Regions from separate parts of the Hordeum vulgare genome. Here region 1 is linked to region 2. Evidence: chromatin contacts called from public Hi-C data. All regions are on one chromosome and are shown on one strand. The core of a region is the stretch at or near the end of the contact, and the rest is flanking DNA. Distances in the headings are between cores, read along the strand shown.

Region 1 (4,904 bases), core at 497-2,996, 260 kb after region 2:
AAAACCAATGAAACTTTGAGAAGAAATACGAAAACTAAAAAAAAGGAAACAAAGAATGAAAAATATATGAAAAGATATGGATGAACACATGAGCAAACGACCGACAAACCAACAAATGAGTAACATGGTATGGGGCCGGCACACACACGCGGCGTGCACGAAAGCTTCGGCGGGACGGATGCTATTCTCGCTATAAGTGAGACATATCATTCATGATTTGCATCCCCTAAATTTTTTTTACCGAACCATGCAAAAAGGCCGAAGCGTACTAACCGGGTTGATTCCACACGGTTATGCCGGTCAAGGCCCAAGCATACCAGTATATTTAGAAGGCCGATGCCAATGGAGAACATTCCCTCCCTTTTCTTCTCAATCTTAGGATATAACTGCCGCATGCTAACCTCTAAAACAAAGGGCATTTTTAGGTGTTCTAGCGTATTTAACTGTAGCCCAAAGAAGAATTAGATAAGTAAGCGAGATGCCATGGCGACATAGTGCAGTATACAATTACAATATACCATCACAAATAGGTTGCAAGTGAGAGCCATCCAAAACCACCCGAAATCATTGCAAGGAAGTGCTTGCAGGAATGAGGCAAATCACGTTCCCAATGAATCAATGATTTATCCCCATACCCCATCGGGTGAACAATGGGATGTTTGTTGTAAATAAGAAGAAACACAATATAGCCTAAAAGTTGTAAAAGTTGTTAGGGAAGTTGAATCTACCATACAAAATTAAGATCTTGTACTCATTGGTGCTTCAAAGGAGAATTTTGACCTGAGATATTCAGCTTCATATCGCATGGGTTTGGGGGATAAGAAATATCTTCTCCGTGATGTCGATAAATCCATTGATCATCTCTCTTCTCGTGCCCAATTGCACGTTTGTATTGAGTGTTGTTCAATGTCCACTGAATTCCCTTTATGTACCTGTTTTTATCACATTTATGTGATGATTGACTTTTTTTACTATTATTAAACACACTTCCCTTTGAATGGAAGTAAGAAGTATGTGAGTATAGCAGCCACTATTTGGGTAATCTAGAAAGCAAGAAACAATGCCTGATTTCACCTATGATTCCCTAATGACCTTGATCTCAATGCAACTGTTGACAAATTGCTTCCACATAGGTCATTCTACCATTGCAATTTCGAAGTAATATTTAACCGCCTATCTCTTGATATTAGTACATATTCTCTTTAATAAAACACATCTAATCGCTTAAAATCTATGTAAGTTTAGTCACAAAGATCCATGGGTGTGCTCTATTTAGATGTGGTTATGGAAATTCCATGGTTGTGACATGTGTATGTATAAGTAACGTAGCCCAGATGTTGTGGTATATTTTAGTAAAATTATGGAGATGTGACTCCAGCGTTTACATTTTACGGTTTATCTATGGACTTGTTCTAGACACTTTGTGTTGTTAATGTCTGAAATAAATTGACGACAACTCCTTTTCATGACAATAAATGGAGCTACCCTACCTAAAATTTCCAATTTCACGCTAAATTATTATATCTTTCTTCAAGAGTTCGCATACGTGGTCGCAATTGCAGCGGCACAAATTTGTGGAATGTGACATGCTGACATGATTACATAGGCAGCCACCCACAGCTGCAACATTTTTCCTATGTTCAGCTAGGTAGCAGGACACGTATGCTGCAGCTCTTAAAGGCATATCTACTTCCTTGTGAGCTGTTCATGCAATTGATTTATATATAGTTTGTGGAAATTTCATAGAAGCTGTGAAGAGAAGAAAAGTCTACCATCACCGTACCAATTATCCACGAGCATCTCATCTGATGCGCAGCGTTCCATTCCACCTCTATATAATAATGGTGGCGGCCAAGAGCGATTCCCATTGCAGTGTCAGCAGCTGCTAGCTACTCCTCTCTGGAACGATCATCCTCCTCTGCTACGTCGACGACGATGGCCGCACGCCTCGCGCTGGTGGCGGCGCTCCTGTGCGCCGGAGCCGCGGCCGCGGCGGCGCAGCAGGCGAGCAACGTCCGCGCGACCTACCACTTCTACCGCCCGGCTCAGAACAACTGGGATCTGGGCGCCCCCGCCGTGAGCGCCTACTGCTCCACCTGGGACGCCGGCAAGCCGTTGTCATGGCGGTCCAAGTACGGCTGGACGGCGTTCTGCGGCCCCGCCGGCCCACGCGGCCAGGCGTCGTGCGGGAGGTGCATCCGGGTGACCAACACGGGGACGGGGGCGCAGATCACGGCGAGGATCGTGGACCAGTGCGCCAACGGTGGGCTGGACCTCGACTGGGACACCGTGTTCGTCAAGATCGACACCGACGGCATGGGGTACCAGAGGGGCCACCTCATCGTCAACTACGAGTTCGTCAACTGCGGCGACAACCACGTCGAGTTCCATGGAAAGAACGAGACGCTACCAGCCAGCACTCATGCCGTTGAGTAATTCAAATCTATAATAGTAACACATGCATGATGATCAGATGCTGCATTGTTGCGCTGTACGCAACACATGTACGCATGCATGGCACGAAAGTGGAATAAATCAAACGGGAAGTGTAATAAATTTCATGTATGGATCTTATGATTGTAACGACGGCCGGGAAGTGGAATAAATTCCAGAAGTTGGCAGAAATCAAGTGCGTGAAGTAGCAGCTGAAACAATCCTAAAGTTTGGGAGTTGTATGAGCCTCAGGTCAGTCCGGCTGCCAGCTTGGTTGGCAGCGGCGTTCTTCAATAAAGACGGCGGGCCCTTTGGAGAGCGCATGTATCAATCCGTGTGGGTGTGGCAATGGCGATAGTGACGAGGCACCCGATCGACGTGACCTGCTGTTGACTGGGTCTTTGTGTACATTGTTTCACCGTGATGACTGATGATGAACGTGTACCTAAGTGCTGTTGGTGGCGCGTGTTGTTCTTTGCGTATTGGCTCGGGAGCTCGTTGCTGAAATAGGAGCCGTCTCGTTGCGTACTGGCTAACCATTGTTGCTGCACTGCGAGAGAGATCCAGATTATTTCAGTAGTCGACGGGATTGAGGAAGTTTTCACAGGCTTTTTCGTAATCGATACTCGATAGAGATGTCTACTCTTATTGAATACACATTATCAGAAAGACTGAAGTAAATTCAAAAAAATGAAAGCATCAATGTCAAGGTTAATTAAGGCTTGAAATCTGCTGGACTGAGAATGCCACTATCCTTTTAACCATCCAAACACAGGATTGGTTCACAACCTGATATGTTCTTTTAATATATACGAGCGATTAAAAGCATATATCAAGATCAAAGATAAGTACCAGTCATCTAAAAAAGAATAAGTAGTTATAGTGTGTTGGAAATATGAGCAATTTACCGAATGTTTTAAGAGAAATGTAACAGTGGATAAACCGTGATCATTGTAACAAAGACAAGAAAAGTCATGCAAACTTGAGGAAAGTAGGCCAAAATAACAGAGGCAAGACTAGGTAGGCAAATATCATCTGAACATGTGTGTTAGAACAGATACTAGACCAAAAAACTCTAGTAGGATCTCGAACAGAAAAGACACGAACACATACTGAGCATCGGCAGTAGCATTAGCGTTGGTGTTGGCGTTCACGTTGTTGTCGCCCATGTCATCGAAGAGGTTACAACGTCACGGAAGAAGTTGTCGTTGAGGAAGTAGTTGTCGACGTTCGTGGCGTCTGTGATGAAGAGGTCAGGAGTCGCGTGAAGCGCTCCTCAGACACCATATCACCCTTCTCCCGTACATGACTCAAAGAGGTGGGGTTTCGTAGGCCTACTATCTCAAACTACGGTGCACGCCGCAAGCTGGGATGGAAAAGAACCTAGCAGTAGCTCAGAGCTTTGAAACTGGATGGCGTGAGGAAGGTGTTGGTCTGGTGTGTCACTCTGGAGAGGAGCGACCTCTCATTTATAGGCACATGAGAAGGACATGAATAGGTTGCGACAGAAGACATAACGAAATGACGAGAGACGAAGCGAACAACCAGAAGACGAAGTGTTCGTATTCAATCCTCACTAAAGCAAAACATATTTAGCTCCTGCGCAACCTTTCACATCCGAGTCATGCGTGGCAAAAATTTAGACATCGGTCCGGCTCATTCCGACCACCCGCGATGCATCGTGACGAGGGGTGGTGTGGTGAGGCGGGCGGCGAAGGAGGAGCACGCGTATATGTCTCACTTGTTCTCATGCTCATACATGTAGGGGAAACAACCTTCCTTATATAGAGGTTCAACTCCCACTAAGTGAGCAGCATGGGACTAAACTATTGTTCCGCCTCTTGCTTTGCATGAATGGGGTGAGTGGGCCTCTTGGTTTTATTAGGAATTATGAAAATGCTATTCGGCTGGCCCATGTGTTTATATACTGGTATTGTGATGGAGACCCTTAAGTTGAACTTCCACCTAGAACTTCGTGTCACACTAGTAGGCAACTTGAATAGTGGACCAGGCCTTGAACTACAAGTTTTCTGTGAATCAAGTTTCACACAAAGCCTTGACCGATACTAGGCTATCGTGGAAATTTCACGCGAGTGGAGCTTGTGCGTCATACTCCGAGGCCTTCCATGAGTTTACTAGAGAGCACCTCACTCTCATGGATTGTGGCATTTAAGAATCAGAATCTTACACGTGTGTTCTTCAAAATATGTTCTGTAGGATAATATCTCCATTTAAATAAGCCACTTAGAACACATTAAGATATATATATCAAACCTGCCATGCAGATTAGGACAATATTGCATCTTCATGAAGTGGTATTATTAATAGTAAGGATACTCTCCTCTCAGTTGACCAACACCTTCTTTTCCACATCTAATTCACGGGACCTCCGATCAGATAGAGTCAGTTACCACTATGAACACCTCATATTGTGTGTCTCATACCCATATCCTTCGGTGCATTGTCTATCA
Region 2 (4,450 bases), core at 837-3,336:
AACATTGCACATATTACTCGACCAGATCCAGGCTTTGAGCATGACTAATGGTCAGGGCACGATCTATGGTCGGATCGGGATCAAACCTGACGACAGGGACATCCACATCCCGCCCATCACGCATCAAGTTAGTATCGTCGAACGCCCAGTCAAGGGCTCCTCGTACCAATCATCGAAACTAAGAGCGGTACACATCCTAGTCGTCGACCTCTCGGACAAACTCAACAACTTGGAGCTTCTATCCAGCCCCGGGAACAATTCAAGCCAAGTGGCTGGTTCGGTACGCAGTCCCGTCAAGGACCCGACGACCGAATTGGCGAGAGCACACCCAATGGGAATCCAAAAATTAAACCCACCTGTCACCCAACCTAAACATCCCTTGAGAATGGGGTTCGGTTCAAACCCGTCCTCGACCACTCAACGGCTGGGTGAGTCAGTGCACCACTTTTGGGCGAGATTCCTGCTTCTTCAAGCGTTCGAGGCCTTCGCTATGGCATTCTTTTCGAGCGCAGTTGAGCCCACCTTCCACATGGCAGAAAAATCGCCTCGGTGTCCACGACGACGACGAGGGAATTCCCTATTTACCGTTCTTTGCGTCAAATTGCCACGGCTTTGCACAAGCGGTTCCCTAGCGCAAAATTGGGCCAACCCACTCCCTCATAGAGAGGCAACCGGTTTTGGGAACCTTCCACAAGGTTCCCAAATCCGTTTTTGGTTTTTTTACCGTTTTGGGGGTTTTATTTTGTGTTTGTTTTTTCTTTTTATTTTCTTTGTTTTTTATTTCATTTATATATTCGGTTTCTTTTTCCATTTCTTTGTTTTATGTTTTGTTTCTTTTTCAAGTTCAAATTTTCTTGATTTTCGGATCTTTTTCATTTTTATGATTTTTCTTTGTTTTAATTTTTTGTTTACAAATTTAAAAAATGTTAGTCATTTTCAAAAATTGTTTTCCTATTTAAAAAATGTTTGCCTTTCCCAACTTTTTTTCCGGTCTCAAAACTTTCTCAGATTTTCGAAGCATGTTCATATTTTTTCAATTTTATTCATAATTTAATAAAAATGTTCGTGATTTACATAAAAAGTTTCCATGTTTGGAAAATGATTCATTTTTGTATTTTTTGTCTCGGTTTCTAGAAATATTCAGAAGTTGAAAATTGTTTCCCATTTTCAAGTTTTGTTCATAACTTCAAATAATGTTCCTAATTTTTTAAATAATGTTTGCATTTTCAAAATGTTGTACATATTTTAAAAAAAGTCTTTGTTTGTTTCTAAAAAATACTTTTTAGAAATTTAAAAATGTTTGTGACTTTCAAAAATTGTTTGCCCATTTGAAAATATGTTTGCCTTTTCGAAAATTTATTCTGGGTTTAAAAAATTGCTCAGTTGATAAAAAATATGTTCATGTTTTATCAATTTTGTACCTAATTTCATAAAATGCTCGTGATTTTCCTAAAAGTTGGCAAGTCTGGAAAAATATTTCATTTCCATAATTTGTTCCGGGTTTCTAAAAATGTTGAGAAGTTATTTTTTTTCCGCCATTTTTCAATTTTTTCTTCACCGCCTAAAAGTAGCAAAAGTCAAAACGTCGGATCTAGCAAAAATTCAACGAACTCGAGTTACAACCAAGCATGGATGTAGCTTTTTTAAATGAATAAAATGTAGCAAAATGACAAACGTTTGCATTAAATTTATACATGGTTGCAGTAAATCTGAGCGAAAAAATGTTGCAAGGCTGTTTGTCAGCGCGCGCGGGCTGCGAGCGACCGGCCGAACGATTTGGCCGGTGCTCCGGCTGCAAGCATTTACCTTTCTGTTTTGTGTTCGCATTTTTTTTTTAAAAAGTCCGACGTTTTGTTTGAGACGTACTACATGCTTGCTTACATGCGTACGAAGATAGAAAACACGATACAGGTTAATGGGCCGGGCCGGGTTCTCTCGCCCCTGTGCGGATCGCTTCTGTTAGACGCAGCGAGCGTCACATAGGAGGTCCCGGCGGCGAGCGCCCAAAAATCCCGCGGTCGCGCGCCCATTTCCTCCCCCTCCCAGCAACAGCGCGGCCTACCGAAACCCCAATCGAAGCTCGTTCCCCACCCCCACCCCCATGGCGCCGTCGCCCCCCACCGCCCCCAAGACCATCGCCGACTTCTTCGTCCGCCCCGCCAAGCGCCTCCGCTCCGGCGCAGCCGGCACCGCCGCCGCCACCGTCGTCGTCCCCGCCGCCTCCCTCTCCCCCTCCTCCGACCACTCCCCGCTCTCGCCGGAGCAGCGCCGCAGGGCCGACACCAACCTCGCGCTCGCCCGCGCGCGCCGCAACCTCCGCCTCGCCGAGTCCAAAGGTACCCCCCTCTCCCTCCAAAGTCCAAACCCCCCGTTCTCCCGACCCTGGTTAGGGTTCTAATAACTGTACCGTTGGGGTTTCGCATCTAGCGGCCGGCGGCGCCGCGAAGCTGGAGGAGCTGCTCGTGGAGGAGACGTGGCTGGAGGCGCTGTCCGGGGAGCTGCGCAAGCCCTACGCGCTCGACCTCTGCCGCTTCGTCGCCCACGAGCGCCTGCACGCCAAGGTGCCCGTCTACCCGCCGCCCCACCTCGTCTTCCACGCGCTCCACACCACCCCCTTCCACGACGTCAAAGCCGTCATCATCGGCCAGGTACCCAAATACCAAGTCACTGAAGTTCACGAATCCTGTACTTGTTCACCTGCTGCTTCACTGTGAAGAAATGCGCGACAGTTTCGCTAATTTAACTTCATTCTGAGGATCATATAGCGCGTATTTATGTAAAGATTTTGCCATTTGGTCTGACTTTGGCCTGGAATTTCTTTTTGTTACAATGCTGCTTGCTGTATGGAGTGAGGCCATCAAATTGAAATATGGTTAAAAAAAATTGACAATGCCGTATGCAGAAATGGAAATTGTTGCTTCTGTTCTGCATATTCATATTATGCTAGAATAACTGATCTGTAGTTACAGTGCTGCCTGCTGTATGGAGTAATGACATTAAACTGAAACATGGATAGTATAATTTGGCAGTGCCATATGCAGGGACAGGAACTGTTGCTGCTGTTCTGCATTTTCATATTATCACGCCAGAATAACTGGTTTGAGGCTATTTTATTTGTGTGATCATATTGTGGTGTCTGGCATATTTGCCACAACACTTTGTAGCCTGAAAATATGCCTGACATATATATGCCTTTCATTCAGCTATTAGTCGGTGATCCTTATTTGCTTGCTGTATTTACCATATGGTCTTCATTTGTCTTTGAACCTACTATGCATCTGTATCATGCAGTAAGTTTCTGATTTCAGTGTTTACAGTCTATTTTTTTTATTTCTGCTTTAACATAACGGAATAACTAATGGTGGCTGCCTAATGATGACAGACTAAGTTTCTGATTTGTTTATTGTAAAAGTGTAGATTCATTGGTAGCAATTGTTTTTAGTGTCTCATGTTGCAGATTGTCTACTTTTCAGGATCCATACCATGGTCCTGGTCAGGCCATGGGATTGTCGTTTTCAGTACCAGAGGGGATCAAAATTCCTTCCAGCTTACAAAACATATTTAAAGAGCTGCATAAAGATGTAGGGTGTACTATACCATCTCATGGGAATTTGGAAAGATGGGCTGTGCAGGTAAAATTGTTTGATAAAACGCTAGATTTGTTGAAGTGTATATTTGGATTGTCTAGCCCTTTCCATTAGTTCGGACTTTTGGTTGCACTGGTTAGTGCATGAAGCTTAACATGGTATGAGAGGCTTCAATAGAGATAAGTTGCTTTCATAACATGGTATCAGAGTCTAAGGTCTTGAGTTCAAGTCCTGGCTTTCGCAATTTATCCAAAAATTGGTGCCCCCCCTTGTCGACGTATAGGCCTCTTGAGCCATACCTCTGAGTCTATCCACGTGTTGACTTTCCGCATCACGTGTGAGAGGGGGTGTTGAAGTATATATGTGGATTGTCTAGCCCTTTCCATCAGTTTGGACTTTTGGTTGCGTTGGCTAGTCCATGAAGCTTAACAAGAGTAAATAGTATATGCACTCAAACAACATGTTTATATTCTAGTTTACCTTAATATTAATCGCCCTTGCAATACTAGGATCGATATGTATTAATGTACCATGAAACAATGTGCATATTTTTACATGTTACAACTGCGAAGGACTCATGCAGTCTTGCAGCTGTTTAGCAGAGCGGATATCTACCAAGTCCGCAAAATCATGTGCCTTCACTCTAGAAGTCCACAAAAACAGTTTTGTGTAATTTCACTACCATTTATATTCTATTTTTGGCCAAATCTATGCCAACATGTCACTACAGTTATCAACTAAACTAAGTAATTTTACATTTTCTTACCATTTATCCTATATAGGATACCAGAGAAGCAATTGGCTTGATACACTATATTTTGTTCTAAAAATTAAAATCTACTTGAATGGGCAACAAGGCCATG

What was found. A called contact is a pair of places that touch in the nucleus more often than the background predicts.
Region 1: a Hi-C map of seedling shows a contact between it and region 2, with 2.8 times the contacts expected there. The contact joins the promoter of LOC123431217 here to the promoter of LOC123428381 in region 2. A contact is called at or near these places in 3 of 6 Hi-C or Micro-C datasets (leaf and seedling).

Annotation. Positions count from the first base shown.
Region 1 is chr2H:649,692,500-649,697,403 of MorexV3_pseudomolecules_assembly, forward strand. It overlaps LOC123431217 (barwin-like), which reads left to right and starts at 1,747. Exons shown (of 1, transcript XM_045115044.1): 1 at 1,747-2,625. The coding sequence starts at 1,936. The coding sequence ends at 2,436.
Region 2 is chr2H:649,430,170-649,434,619 of MorexV3_pseudomolecules_assembly, forward strand. It overlaps LOC123428381 (uracil-DNA glycosylase, mitochondrial), which reads left to right and starts at 2,087. Exons shown (of 7, transcript XM_045112579.1): 1 at 2,087-2,336; 2 at 2,428-2,648; 3 at 3,474-3,632. The coding sequence starts at 2,102.